4 separate regions of the Mus musculus genome follow, and regions 1, 2 and 4 are each linked to region 3. A link is a contact called in public promoter capture Hi-C data. All regions are on one chromosome and are shown on one strand. Each heading gives the region's core, a stretch centred on a gene start, on an enhancer-like site or on the middle of the called end of the contact. The rest is flanking DNA. Distances are from core to core; before and after follow the strand shown. Region 1 holds the start of Mrpl9 (mitochondrial ribosomal protein L9). Region 2 holds the start of Snx27 (sorting nexin family member 27). Region 3 holds the start of Rfx5 (regulatory factor X, 5 (influences HLA class II expression)). Region 4 holds the start of Tuft1 (tuftelin 1).

What was found. Promoter capture Hi-C pulls out the DNA fragments that hold promoters and counts their contacts.
Region 1: a contact with region 3 is called in a promoter capture Hi-C map of pre-B cells, with 3 times the contacts expected there. The contact joins the promoter of Mrpl9 here to the promoter of Rfx5 in region 3. A contact is called at or near these places in 10 of 39 promoter capture datasets (the 3T3-L1 cell line, 3T3-L1-derived adipocytes, the HPC-7 cell line and 7 more), 1 of 484 Hi-C or Micro-C datasets (pre-B cells), 8 of 115 datasets of contacts at active chromatin or transcription factors (T-cell acute lymphoblastic leukemia, cardiomyocytes, effector CD8 T cells and 5 more) and 2 of 9 other capture datasets (liver and pancreatic islet).
Region 2: a contact with region 3 is called in a promoter capture Hi-C map of the HPC-7 cell line. The contact joins the promoter of Snx27 here to the promoter of Rfx5 in region 3. A contact is called at or near these places in 17 of 39 promoter capture datasets (3T3-L1-derived adipocytes, the C10 cell line, the HPC-7 cell line and 9 more) and 1 of 484 Hi-C or Micro-C datasets (Th1 cells).
Region 4: a contact with region 3 is called in a promoter capture Hi-C map of pre-B cells, with 3 times the contacts expected there. The contact joins the promoter of Tuft1 here to the promoter of Rfx5 in region 3. A contact is called at or near these places in 9 of 39 promoter capture datasets (the HPC-7 cell line, embryonic stem cells, fetal liver and 5 more), 1 of 115 datasets of contacts at active chromatin or transcription factors (stem cell-derived neural progenitor cells) and 1 of 9 other capture datasets (liver).

What each region holds. Positions count from the first base shown.
Region 1 is chr3:94,441,662-94,445,090 of GRCm38.p6, forward strand. Mrpl9 (mitochondrial ribosomal protein L9) reads left to right here and starts at 1,675. Exons shown (of 7, transcript NM_030116.2): 1 at 1,675-1,833; 2 at 1,998-2,154; 3 at 2,926-3,050; 4 at 3,240-3,290. The coding sequence starts at 1,690.
Region 2 is chr3:94,581,245-94,584,599 of GRCm38.p6, forward strand. It overlaps Snx27 (sorting nexin family member 27), which reads right to left and starts at 1,472. Exons shown (of 12, transcript NM_001082484.2): 1 at 1,001-1,472. The coding sequence starts at 1,305.
Region 3 is chr3:94,952,076-94,955,910 of GRCm38.p6, forward strand. Rfx5 (regulatory factor X, 5 (influences HLA class II expression)) reads left to right here and starts at 2,033. Exons shown (of 10, transcript NM_017395.3): 1 at 2,033-2,176; 2 at 2,940-3,071; 3 at 3,277-3,310; 4 at 3,671-3,753. The coding sequence starts at 2,959.
Region 4 is chr3:94,657,070-94,660,448 of GRCm38.p6, forward strand. It overlaps Tuft1 (tuftelin 1), which reads right to left and starts at 1,803. Exons shown (of 13, transcript NM_011656.3): 1 at 1,656-1,803. The coding sequence starts at 1,715.

The DNA of each region.
Region 1 (3,429 bases), core at 425-2,924, 510 kb before region 3:
GTTTAGGGATTGTTGTAGAAGAGGAGGCAGAACAATTCTATGAAGTAGAGGAACAGGAAGTTTGCTATGAGATTGTGTCTCCTAAAAATGTCAGGGGCGCTACATCTGTGAATTCTTACCAACATTGCTACCTAAACAAGACCTGAACAAGGAGGACACTAATATACTAATATACTAATGAGAAAGGAAAAAGCTCACAAGGCCTCAACCCTAGACAAAGAGCTACAGGCAAGAAAAGAATGCTGAGAACAGGAGAAATAATCTTCCCCAGGGAAGAGCACACCAGTTGGTTACCCAATACGAAATGATCAGCCCTGAAAACATACATACGTACAAGTAAGAATGTACAGACTGAGCAGATTATATTTATATATTTAAGAATGTATAAACACAAATATAAATAACAAGGGGAAAGAGTCCATGAATCTGAGAGAGGAGGAGAGGGGTTAGAAGGAGAAAAAGGGTAAAATTATATAATCTCAAATATACAAACGTGTAAAAATTTTAAAATAATAAGATGTTTCAAAGAATGGAGGAAAACAAAACAACAAAATGGAATTCTCATCAGCTGTAACAGGAACACCTGCAGGTAGGGCAGTTTATAAAGAATGGGGCATACATTACGTTTTAAATGTCTGTTAGACATATAAGATGATGATGAATAAGAAGTTGGGTATTCCAATGTGAAGTTTGTGGGAGCCTAGGATAAGAATTTGGACATCACTGGCATATAAATAGCGGTTAGCCATAAGGTGAACTGAGAGCATCAAGACACTGGATACTAAAAAGAATGAAATTCCACATACTGAGTGCTGGGTGCAAACAATTAAAAGACTGTTGAAGACTTGTCCTGAATACCAAGGAAATGCGTGTAGGTCAGTCTATGTAAGTGCACATAAAATGGAGTGTAGCACATCTTTCCACACTCCTTTATAGACCCTCATTTTATAACCATCTATTAAGCACAAAGACTCCACAGAAGGACCTGCTTGTGCCTAACAGTAGTTTCTTTTTCTCTACAGTTTGTCTCCTGCAACTCTTTAAATATTAGCTTAAATACAATAGTAACAATATCATGGAAAGTTGCAGAGTTTTTAGAGGATCCCATCCTTCGACTACTTTTAGAAAGATTCAAGGGAAAATTGAGAGTGACATCCATATTTTAGTGTTCAGAAATTATAGCATGTCAAAATTAGAAGTGATCCCAGTACCTAGAACTAAACCAAACCACTTATATTGTTATCATTGGTTTTTATGGATAAAAATCCTCCTCCTCACCAGTTAATTATTATTATTGGTCTCGCTATGTAGCCCTGGCTGGCCTAGAGCTTGAGATGTAAACCAGATTAGCTTGAACTTGTCCTGCAGGAAGATTACAGGGTGCGCCAAGCCCCCTCCGCCTCTTTTTTTAAAAGTGAAGCCAAAAAAAAAAAAAAAAAAAAAAAAAAGTACGTTTTCCACTGTCGGTCCACGCAAAGCTCTGTGGAAAGTGGTGACAAAAAAAAAAAAAAGCAGTTCTCTCCGCTGTCCTATCGTCGGCGTGCAAGGCGGGGTTGCGGCAACTCTCCCACTCCCCATGCCCAGGTCTCAGCGCAGCCTATATCTATACCACTCAGGCGCGCCGCGGGCAGCCCAGAGGCGCAGCTGCGCATGCGCGGGGTCCTTCTTCCGCCTGTCCGCTCCGCTGTCATGGCGGCCTCTGTGGCTCCCGGGGTTAGGACTCTGTGGTGGGCAGGTGCTGCTTGGCTGCGTCAAGGAGGCATCCGGGAGCTATTCCGGCCGCGAATTGAAGGGAGTACCCCGGGGCGTGACTTCAGTCTCTCTCATTATCAGGTGAGGGCCGGCTGGGGCTTGGGTCCTACACGGTGGGGGACAGGAGTGTCGTTCGTGCCAGACTCAGACTGCGGGGCTGGGGGGCAGACTTTCCTGGGGACGCCGGCGGGGTGGCGGGTTGTTCTCTGCGGACACTCGCTCACCCCAGCCTCCCTGACCACCAGAGCACGGTCATCGTGGAGCGCTGGTGGAAGGTGCCGCTCGCCGGGGAGGGCCGAAAGCCGCACCTGCACCGGCGTCACCGCGTGTATAAGTTGGTGGAGGACACGAAACACCGGCCCAAAGACAACTTGGAGCTCATCCTCACGCAGTCTGTGGACGGTAAGGCTTGGGCCCAGGTACTGACCCCTTCCCCTGTCCCTGTCCTCTGTCCCCTGCTCTTGTTTGACGTTAACCGCTTCCTGCCTCTCTTTTGTTGCTTTGTTTTTACTACTTTGTGGTTCTGGTGAGAAAAAAAAAGTCACGGAAAATTAAAACGTGTGTGCAATATTGTTAACTGTGTAAAGAGAAGCCTAACAGTTCGCAGCACAAACAGTGACATTCTTTGATTGAACAGCTCAGTCTGCACCAGTTTTTAAGCTAGACGTGTGACAAGTGTAGTTCCTAATAAATGCATGGTGTGTGTGTGTGTGTGTGTGTGTGTGTGTGTGTGTGTGTGTGAGAGAGAGAGAGAGAGAGAGAGAGAGAGAGAGAGAGAGAAAGAGAAAGAAGGGGGGCGCCAAAGGTCCACCTTATTTGATACAGGGCATGAGTTGAGCCCCCAGGGATGTAGGTATTACCTCCCCTCAGTGCTAAGGTTATGGACAATATCCAAACTCAGATCCTCTATGCAGCTGGCACTTTAACGACTGGACCTTATAACCTGCCCTAGTAAATTGACGGTGGTGGTGGTGGTGGTGTTTGTAAGGAAGAATAAAAACTGTGAGAAAGTAAGGGCTGTCTCTTTTCTATGCCCCTCCCTTTTGGTGATGCTGGAGATGTACCCCAAGGCCTGAGTACACTAAGGCACAGCCTTTACCTGTGGCTGATCCCATGATCATCTTTTCCATAGCCTGCAGAGATTTCATCTGCCATTCCCGTTCTCATTGACAGAAATTGGAGTCCGGGGTGATCTGGTCTCAGTGAAGAAATCTGTGGGTCGTAACAAGCTCCTTTCTCAGGGACTGGCAGTGTATGCTTCTCCTGAAAATAGGAAGCTGTTTGAAGAGGAGAAATCGGTGAGCTCAAAGGACCAAGGGGTTTGGAAAAATAAAACTTTAAGGTACCTGCTAGGAAGTCCTTCCTTTTGTTGTTTAATTCAAAGATGAAGTAACAGCTAGAACCCAGAAGCCCACCAGTTCCCAGCACAGCTGGGCTGTAATTACTCAGTGTGGCGCATTGCTTCTACTCAGTTTCATCTCTTTCAGCTGAGACGCGAAGGAAAACTGGAGAAGATCCAGACAAAGGCAGGAGAGGCGGTGAGTAGGAAGTTTTTATTGATTCCTCATGGAGGTCATCGCCCTCCTGAGTCCCTGATGGCCTTCACGTCTGCTTATTGTTACACACAAGGATGAGCTAAAGTAGTATTGTGGCTGATGCTCTGTGTAGCTGGTATGG
Region 2 (3,355 bases), core at 222-2,721, 370 kb before region 3:
CAAAATCACAACCACAACACAGCTTAGGGCAGTGGAGGTCTGCGTTCAAACTGCCAAGACAACATCTCTGGAGCTTTAAGGGATGTGGTGGTGACAAGTGAGCCTGAACAAGTTCGATGAAGGAAGACTGCAGCAGAAGGTGGGTTGCAACAGCAGAAGGGGCCTTAAAAAGAGAAGGGAAAGCTACGTCGAGAAATTTAAAGTGTAGGATTGCAATAGCACAGAGCAGGAGGAAAACGGAGCGGGCAAAGACCTAAGTCGACTGCAGTCTGAGGGAAGCAGGAGCTAGGAGCACTATTAAACCGAACTCCAAGGTGTGAGGAGTGGTGCACGTGGGAAGTCGGGGAGCCAGAAAAGGCTGTACTCAAAAGCAATGTAGCCATGGAGAAGCTAGCCTGAAAATCAGGTTGCAACCCCTCCCCCAAAAACGCATGTGATAAGGTATACTCGAGATGGTGTGACTACAAAGAAGAAGAGGGGAGAAAAGGCCAAACGGTGGATGCAAAAATGTCGGTGTGCTTTTATCATAACGGGGAATAACTAAGGAAAGTGGGTGGAGGGTTAAGGTGGGGAGAAATGATGCCTCCAGAGGAAAATGAGCTGACCACAGGTCCTATCAGGTCTAGAGGGCAGAAGGGACAGTCCACAAGGTCTGAGGGGAGTGGCAGCGACCAGGAAACTATGATGCTAAAGATGAAAAGTTGGGGAGGACACAGTACTGGCTAGGTCGAAAGGAGACTCCCTCAGTAAGGGGCAGAAAGAGGCATGCTATAGAAGAAGGCAAACGGGTTGAGAGCAGCCAAAGGCATGGGAGCAGCAGGGAGAGCACAAACTGGAGACGCCAGGAAAGCAGGAGGCTCCAAGCCGGGCCGCGAAGGCCCGCGGGGGGCGAGGGTCGCGGCAGGCTCTCGAGCTAAGAGAGGTGCGGCCTGGGTGACAGGGTGCGGGGCCAGGACAGGCGAAGGATAGGAGGACGGGGCGTGGCGGCAGCGATACTCACACCTCCAGGATGCGGTCCCCTTTGCGCACCCCGGCCCGGTCGGCCGCCCCCCCGGGCAGCACGGCGCTCACATGCTGCAGCGGCGCGTACAGCTCCCCGTTGATGCTCCGCAGTTGCCCGCCCTCGCTCACTTGGCCCCGCACGTTGAAGCCGTAGCCGGATTCGGACTTGACAATGCGCACGACCCGCGGGCCGCCGCCTCCCCCGCCACCGTTCCCGGCGCAGTGGAGCCCAGACCCCCCGCCGCCGCCTCCATTCCGGTGCGGGGCTGAGGGGTGAATACCTTCCCCGTCCTCGTCCGCCATCTTGCGAGCAAGCGAGCGGTCCCCCGCCCCCCTACGCCTCCACTCCTCCGGCGCGCGCCCGCCCCCTCCGGCAGCCGCGCGACCCCGGCGCGCGCCCGCTCCGCCGACCGCTGGAGCTAGTGGGCCACCGCGCTGCGAGGGGGTGAGGAAAAGGGAGCAAGGCGGGAGAAGCAGACGGTTGGGCGCTGCAGGGCCTCCTGGGAGATGTAGTTCTGCAAATGGTGCATGACGCATCCGGGCTCAAAGCCTTCTGGGAGTTGTGGTTTATTGGGCTTTGGGCTCTGGTTAAGTTTCCTTGGTTGGATGATGAGAATCTTTTTTTGTTTTGTTTTTTCGAGACAGGGTTTCCCTTTGTAGCCCTTGCTGTCCTGAACTGGCTCTGTAAAGCAGGCCGACCTCAAACTCAGAGATCCACCTGCCTCTGCCTCCTGATTGCTGGGATTATGCCCGACCACTAGTTGGTGATTCATTGCAATCTTGAATCGGTTATTCATTTGTATATTCATGTTGGACAAAGCCCCAGCAATCAAGTGATACAACCAGATCGTGAATTCGGTTCCTTATTTCAAGTATTAGGATACGGAACTTTAGTGTTACCAAAGTCAAGCAGCAATTATGTAACAGCATTTAAAGCTCAGCTGTTTTTGCGCAACTTTCTTTTCCATGTTATTGCAACTTCACGGCTATATACAGACATACAAAAAAGCATGTGTGGAGGAAAACAACAGCTTCCATGATTTAGAACTGGATATTAAAGTGGTCAATAATTTTAATTTAGCAAGAGTTTTGAAGTTGCTTTTATCTTGTTTATTTCATTTCTTCCAATAGCACAAGAGAATTCTTAGAAAGCATGCAGTTGGTGTTTTTGGCGATCTGGCAGGATATAAACTTGATAGAGCTGGGTGCCTGGTGACAGCAAGTAATGACAGAAATAATGCACATAGCAATCTACGCCATCACTGCTCCACTTTGGTATTTGATTTCCCCCTACTGATAAGGTCACTAGTTAATCCATTCCTGTTTAGTAGATGTTGTAGAATACACAAGATTCCACAAAGCAAAGACAAAGGAAACAGTATCAGCCTCCTCAGGTATTCTCAGTTCTTCCCCACCAAGCACCATGTAGATAAAGAGCTCTGATGAGTGATGTTCCCCTAAGGTATCAGAGCCTAAGACACACAACTTGGAAAGGTTGCCATTCTGTACAAAGGAATACAGTAGACTTGCTCTTTGTCCTGAGGGGGACATTACTTCATCTCCCAAAGTGACATATTAACACAACCCCCCAACCGGAGAAATAACCTGGAGATAACGAGCCAGGAGTCTTCCTTCTTGGCATCCAGCAGAAGAAGAGGAGAAGCACCAAGAACTACCTTTCTCAACATGACTATGTACCAAGTCTTTACATCTAGAACTTATTAACGCTTTACAGCACTAGCCCAGTCCCTGCTTGGTAGATGAGGTTACACAAGTAAAAAATTATGAACCTAAAAGAAGCAGATAATTTATAAAAACAAACAAGCCCCTGAAAGAGTTTACTGGCCATGGAGAGTTTTTAAGATTACAAGGGACAGAAGAAGCAATAGGGGGATTAAGAGATTTTGAAACATACTGAATGGAGACACAAAGTCACTACAGTTAGAGCATACATATGAAGGTTAAAAAGAAAGGTTTGCATTATAAACAAAAGGAATAAAAGTAACCTTGTTTTACAACAAAGCTGATGAAGACTCTTGGTTAGTTCTGAAATACTGAAATAATAAAGATAGAATAAGTTTTGCTTCAACATAATGATGGAATCTGGTTTGGACTTGAATAATTTATTTTGAATTGAGTACTGGATGGAAAGAACTTGCTGCTAAAATAACTAGTTTTTTGGTTTTTGGTTTTTTTGGTTTTTCGAGTCAGGGTTTCTCTGTGTAGCCCTGGATGTCCTGGAACTCACTCTATAGACCAGGCTGACCTTGAACTCAGAAATCTGCCTGCCTCTGCCTCCTGAGTGCTGGGATTAAAGGCGTGCATCAACATGCCCAGATAGAACTAGTTATTT
Region 3 (3,835 bases), core at 783-3,282:
CAACTGACTTCCCAAAGAACCCTTACGTTTCCACTTCAAGCTCCAGCAGGAGCAGAGGCAGGAACCACAGAGGAGAGGTGCTTCCTGGCTTACTCCCCTACCCAACTTTGGGTCCCTTCCTTATACAGCCCAGGCCTGCCAACCTAGAGGTCCTGTGCCTCGTTCTGCGTGGTCAGGAGGCTGCCTCAGGTCTTGGTTGGGTACCCTCAAGCAGCACAGTATTAGCAAAGTGTGACTTTTAGCACAGGAAATGACTTCAACTCAGAGAGCAACCTTGAGCAGATTATCTCTAGGAAAAGACTGACTGGAGGGGGTCTGTCCAATGGCATCTTTCTTTACAGATTCCTTTAAAGAGAACTTGTTTGAACTCATTACCTCTTCCAAAGGAAAGATTCATGTCCACTTCTCACGGTAGGGGAAATGGGGGTCTCAGTCCGGGTGTGGGGACAGACCACGAGCACCTCCATCTTCCCCCCTCCTTTACAGAAGCACACCAGTCAGAACTGGAAATATGACTTGGGTGTCACATCTCTGCTGTGACAAGACTGTTGACCCGGGGACCACGAACACTTGAGAGAGGTACAAAAGCTTGCCCGTGCATTTTTCATCACGATTTCAACAAATCTTAACAAAGAGGGTTAAGCACCTGAAGGGAAAAGTTATCACAGTACTAAATTCTTTTTTCCTCTACTTGACCAAAATTCCAGTGTTCACCACCAAGCAGGGAACTCCAGGAGTGTGCCCCCTAGGAAGGAGATGAAGTACACCCAGGAAACGGAAACATGAATAGGCAAAGGTGGGCAAGGAGAAAATACAGAGGAGGACTAGAGGCTCAACAGACAGGCTTTATTCTAGAGCATACCTGCAGAGGGGGTGGGGCCAAGTGTCTAAAGTGGAAGGACCATACCATTTCCTTTTGTGTCAGCAGTTGCTATGGGTAGCGAGACAGACAGGGTCAGGCAACCAATAAACATCTCCTGTGGTTTACCCAGGTAGGAGGGGTAGGGTGAGGAGAAATCTGGAAAATGAGTTGGCATTAGCTTTGGCTTAACTAGAACGGAGGCACTTTATAAAATGGCGATACCACGGCTAACAACAGAGAAAAAAACATTTTCTCTTAATGTGGTACAGCTGCTAAGGATTTGCAGATTCTTTGTGGAATGAGGGGAAGCCTGCAATCCTAGAGGCTGTTGGCCACAGGGATGGGTAAGCAAAGAGGGAAGGACGAATGGTTCAACTTGTGTTATTTTATTTTATTAAAGTTACAGGACTTTATAACGAATTTCCATCAGTAGACATCATTTTCTAGCAAAAATTTAAAAATATCACCTACTGATTATTTCGGACAGCTCTGACAACCAAAGGCAACAATCAAACATGGTAGCTATCTGTGGCCATTCCATTTTGTAAAGCTCCCCAATTTTGTTTAAACAGAGTTCCTGAAACCTAAGAAATTTGGTTCTCACAACCAAAGTAACTTGCTTTTATAGATTCGTGCTTTCCACGTCCTTATCGACGCCCCAGTAATAGAGTTGTTTGGCTTTTTTTTAATCAAACCTTCTTACATTTTTAACTCATCTTATTCCCCAGCTACAACTAGCCAATCACTTTCCTACCCTGTAACTCCTGTCTGTGGTTCTTGGATCCTAGACGGCATCTACGTAAATCTTCCCAAGTAAAGCCCGCGGTCGATCCCTTATCCTCTTCTCGCTGATTTTACAACGCACAGGATCAGAAAGCAAAAGACCAGATGCTCCAGAAGCAGCCAAGCGCCCGGGCTTTCATCCTGCGGTCCCTTTAAGAACAGAACCCTTTCCGGGCCCGCAGACCTAACCGACCCCAGTTTTAACCGAAACCAACCTGGACTTCCCCCTCTTGACTCAAATAAGACTAACTTTGGATTTTCCCTCCCCTCTCGACCAATCATATTCTGTTACCAGGCAGACTTTCACTGCCTTCGTCTTGGAGGCAGCAACGGCCAATCACAGAGCAGGCCGTGCGTGTATCCAGGCAGATCGCGGCTGGCATAACCATTCAGAAAAAGGAAAAATAAAAGCAACGCACGAGCCCGCCGGCTGGGCACCGTGGGGCTGGGCAGGAGCTGAGGTAGCCACAGGGTAGTTTCTCTTTCTCTCTCACCTATCTAATGTCCGTGCTGGAAGGCGACGGTTCCGAGGTAGGAGGGGCAACAGCACTCCGGAGCTAGCAGGACCAGCTCCTTGCCCCTGCGCACGTGCCCGAATCTGGGACCCTGTTCCCCGCAGGGTTTCCTGCGCCCAGCCCCCTGAGTTCGGAGACCTAGCCCAGCACCTGGGGTTGGGGTGGAGGGGCCCGAGGGGAGTGGGGACGCTTCGGAGTGGGATGTCGTGGGATGACGTAGGGTCCGCGCCGCGGCGAGGGGGGCAGCGGGGGAAGCCGTGGCGAGACTCAGTAATGAGAACTTGGGCCCAGTTTTTTTCAAACCTGGAAAGGCCGAGTATGTTTGTATCCCTTCCGACCTTCCAGGCAAAATCAATGGCGAGGAGTCTATTAGAGGATCGGAGAACTTTGACTTGTCGTTATAGGTGTTGAGGGGGGGCGGCTGGAGGGGCTTGGGGGGGGGGGGGCTGGAGGTGTTGCAGCACTGGGAGAAATTGTAAGATTTCTTTTAACGTGGACTTCTCCACCCCTATCCCTTCCCATAACAGTTTTCCAGATTTGGGAGACTTCAAAAGGTGGGACATATAGAATGGAGATGTCAGAGATCTCTTTGGGTATACAAGGGCCTGATAAAGTAACAGAATAATTCTAATTTTAGAGAAGGCAAGTGGTGTGGAAAACCACTGGAGGAAGCTTTGCTTCTGTTTGTATTTCTGGGTAGAGACAGGAGGACTGCCTTGGGGTCTCTAGGAGAAAGGAAGCTTGGTAGTAGTTAAATCCTCAGCGATCTCCTCTCTCAGCTGTAGCCCTCATGCTGGGATGGCAGAAGATAAACCTGATGCTAAGAGCCCCAAGACTGGGGCAAGGCCCCAAGGTGGTGCTGACGCTGGAGAACCTACCACCCTCCTCCAAAGGCTCCGAGGTACCATTTCGTAAGTAATTGTCTCTGTCTCCAAACCCTGTTCCAGACCCAGCTGTAGATCCTTGTTGCCCTGCACTCCTTCCTCAGGCAAGTGTTTCAGAGCAGGCAGGCTGAGGTCTGTGGTCCGTAGCTGTTTGGTCCTTTTTCTGTCTCTAGCAGTCAGACAAAGGGATGGGGAAACCTTGTGACCTCCAGCTTTCTCTTCTTCTCCACAGCAAGGCCGTGCAGAACAAAGTAGAGGGAATTCTGGTAAGCATGCTGGGAAGGGACAATACAGGTGCCATCGCTGAAGGGTAAGGGTGATGTTGATGTGAGAGAATAAAGGTTCATGGGGGAGAGGCGGTGCTGTCCACGTGTGAGGATCATACTTTATCCTTCTGTGACCTATGTAGGAGATGAAATCAGACCCAGCCCCTTGCCCTTTCTCCCGTTCTCTCCATGACAAGCCCATAAGGTTGCCAGCACAGTGAGCACCCAACCTCAAGTCATTTCTTAGGTCCCCTTTCATTCTGACAACCTGACATCGAGTCAGCTGGTATGGTCGAGCTCAGAAGATCATTCACTGGACCCGTGGCTTCATTTCTCCACCTCTGTTCCCTTCTGCCTCAGCAAGAAGTACAGAAATTCTCGGACAACGACAAGCTGTACCTCTACCTTCAGCTCCCATCGGGGCCCAGCGTTGGCGAGAAGAGGTACTTTGGTGGTAGTGTTTATATGTCACAGGTTCTGATTTTGAGTCTCACTGTATTGAGTCAAAAAGTAGGAGATGAGGAC
Region 4 (3,379 bases), core at 553-3,052, 300 kb before region 3:
TTTCTACGTCTAAAAGAAGCTCATGGGTCTAGAGAGATGGCTCAGTGGTTAAGAGAACTGTCTGCTCTTCCAGAGGTTCTGAGTTCAATTCCCAGCAAACACATGGTGGCTTACAACCATATGTAATGGGATCTGACGCCTTCTTCTGATGTGTTTGAGGACAGCTACAGTGTATGCATAAAAATACAATAAATGATTCTTCTTCCTCTTTCTTTTTTTTTAAAGCCCATGACCCCTTTTATTCATTCCATGTTCTTTCCCTGACTCAACCATTCCAAAGCACCAAGAGCATGGAGCACTTGAGGCTGGGACAATAGGATATGACTAGTTGTTGGCTGGACTTTGGTTTTGTTTATCTGATTTGGTCAACCTCTCTTACCTGGGGTAGGCTGGGGGGTGGGCTGGGCTTTGGGCAATGTCAAAACTTGTAATGTGAAAGAAACCTCCATATTTCTAGGCAAAAATGTCGAAGGAGACAGTGAACAGACTTCAATGATCAGCTGTACTCTGAACTTCAAATGAGCACCCATTCTACAACAATTCTTTGAAGAGCCATAATCCAGCTGTAGCTGGGTTAGCTTTGCCTCAAGGACATGCTGAGACAGGCAGGCGCATAGGAATCAGATGGGGGGGGTGGGGGCGCAAACTCCCCATCACTTTGGCTCTCATTTCATTCTCCACAACAACTTGGAAATAAATTAATTAGCACAGATCTATGGAGTATTTGGATCCCCCAGCAACGACTAGAAACATGCAGCATCAAATTACAGGCCTTTCCCTCTGGAGAGAAAAAAAAATATGTGGTCAGTTGAGGGTGGCATAAAGGGAGTGAGGGAGTGAGGAGGGCATAAAGGGAGCAGGGCAGACTGGATTGCACTGGAGAATGCCCCCTCTCTCTCCCTAACCCACTCCAGGTGGGTTCAGTTCTCCACTGGAGTTCCGCAGCATCCCCTTATTCCCCTACAGGGACTTGGCATCTGGACATGAAAGCAAAACCAAGGAAGCTACTGGCTGGCTGAAAGGGGGTTGGGGACCAGAAAAGCAAGATTTAAAAAAAAAAAAAAAGGAGAAATCCAAAAGAGGTGACCGTCGAGCGGAGAGCTCCATAAATCCTCTGGGCGAAAGGTAGAATCTGGTACCAATTCCGTAGTTGTCTGAGACCTATCCCGCCCACTCATGCTCTCCCCTCTCTCCTAGGATTCGACCCTCTGCCCCCTTTCCTAGTAAAAGGATCGCCATCACAGAAGTCTTTGAAGGGGTTCTGAGGCCATCGGGAAACGCGAAAAGGCGTAACCCACCTGGGCCGGCGCAACGTCCGAAACAGCGCAGGGATCCGGTCCCTCGAGCGTCTTCCACGACCCAATCTAGCTGCCCACGAGACGCCTGAGTAACGCGCCCCATGCCCGAGCCGGGGCTACAGTGTCCGCGCCAAGGACAGGACCTCCCCAGCCCTGGAGCTGCCAGTGTTTCGTCCTGTGCTTCCCACTCCACAGTCCGCCACAGGGCAAAGGAAAAAGCCCACGGAGCGACGCGGGGCTGACCGCACTGAGCCCGGCGTCAGGTGAAATGGGCTACCTGAGCCTGAGGCACGCGAGCGGCGGAGCTGGAAAGCCACTGTGCCTGAGTGGGAAGGCGGGGTGAAGGTGACGACCTACCGCGGTCTGGCTCTCCGGGTGCACGTCCACCAAGGTACACCAGTTCCGCGTCCCGTTCATCTTCACGCGGAGGTCGTATGAGCTTCCTCAACTCCGAGGTCCCGGGGAAACTAGGCCGGCAGGCGGGTGCGCGCGCGGAACCGCCCCCTAGTATAGGCGCGTCGGGGGCGGGGCTGAAGATGGGCCACGCCCAGGGCGGTATTTATCAATGAGGTAGAGCGGAAGCGAGAGGTGGGCGGTGCCAAGAGGCTTCAGGACTCGCCTACCCGTGCTATGGACGATTTACGTAAAGGTGAGGCTTGGGAGTGAAGGTCGGGTGACCGCTTAGGAATTTTACTAAGGGTACGACAAGGTATCTTGTGGTATCTCATTGGTCTTTTTCCTTTCAGTTTTCCAGGTTCGGTGCGGGAAAGAATCGGTCTGGTCGTCTGAGTTGGGGCTTGCACAAGCTTCTGTGGTCTTTCCTGAAATGTAAGCCAGCCTGTAGGCTTTTTAGAGCTGAGTACATCTTTCCTCAGAGTTCTACCACACAGGTAGAAAGGCAGGCACCAAAGACCAGCTCACTCGGACTAGTCTAAGCCAGTCTGGCAGGTGCTTTTTCCTGGCAAGTAGCCCAGGTCGAAGTCAAAGCCAGCTAAGCTCTGGGTGGGGCTTGCTTTGCAGAAACTAGACTTATATGGTAGGGAGAGGCGGGACACATGACCTTAAAAGGAATTTGCACCCTAGAGAAAGAGTCTTAGTGGCACCAAAGGCAGTTGCTTCCCAAGCTTAGGCTGGGATCTTGAGGGCTGACCTCTGGTAGAAGGCTATCTCACTGTGTGATGGTCACAGGGACAGCAGGCGCGGTGTGTAAGGTCTAATCCGATTGAATAGGCAGTACCACTAGAGGTAGCAATTCGTTTTGGTGAACATCTAGGTCCTTAAAGTGTTAGGGTGGGTGTGGGGAAACGAGGTGGGCGGGGACTAGACTGGACTCTGAGTCACTTGCCAGTGATGAATGGATACAAAGCTCTGTCTATACCTGGAAGATAATCACTAGGGACATCAGTGACCAGAATAGGAGAAAAACTCAATTCTGGTCCTTTCTCTATCCTCAAAAAAGGCATTTGTGGTTCTTTGACTGGGAAAGCCCCCCCCCCCCCCACCAGGCTCGGTCATTTGAATACCTGGTTTCCAGTTGGAGGTACTAATTGGGGGATTGCGGAAATGTAGTTTCGCTGGACAACCAAGTCACTGGGGCAGGCTTTGAGAGTTCAAAGACTCCCACCATTCCTACTTTGCTCTCTGCTTCCTGCTTGTGGTTTGAGATCTCAGCTATCACCTTTCTACCATGATGGCGATGACCTCTTACCCCTCTGGAACTGTAGGCTCAAATACACACCTCTTTATTTAACCTGTCTTGACTGTTGTTTTCTATTACAGCAGCAGACAAGTAACTCATACAGCACTCTGTATAAGCTATTCCCAGAGCTTCTTAGGACAGGATGGTTCTACTACAAGTAGTCTGTTTCCTAGATGCCTGATCAGCCACAAGAGACCTCTAAAAAATGAGCTAAAGCCTCATTTTAATGTACAGTTTCAAGGACTCTTGGAATAGGATCTACTTGGCAGGGAAAGGTGCCTGTGGCCAAGCCTCCTGACCACTTGTGTTCAATCCCAGGATTCACACTGTGGAAAATGAGAAAAGATGTTCTATCTCAAAAGTTGTTTTCTGACCTCTACAA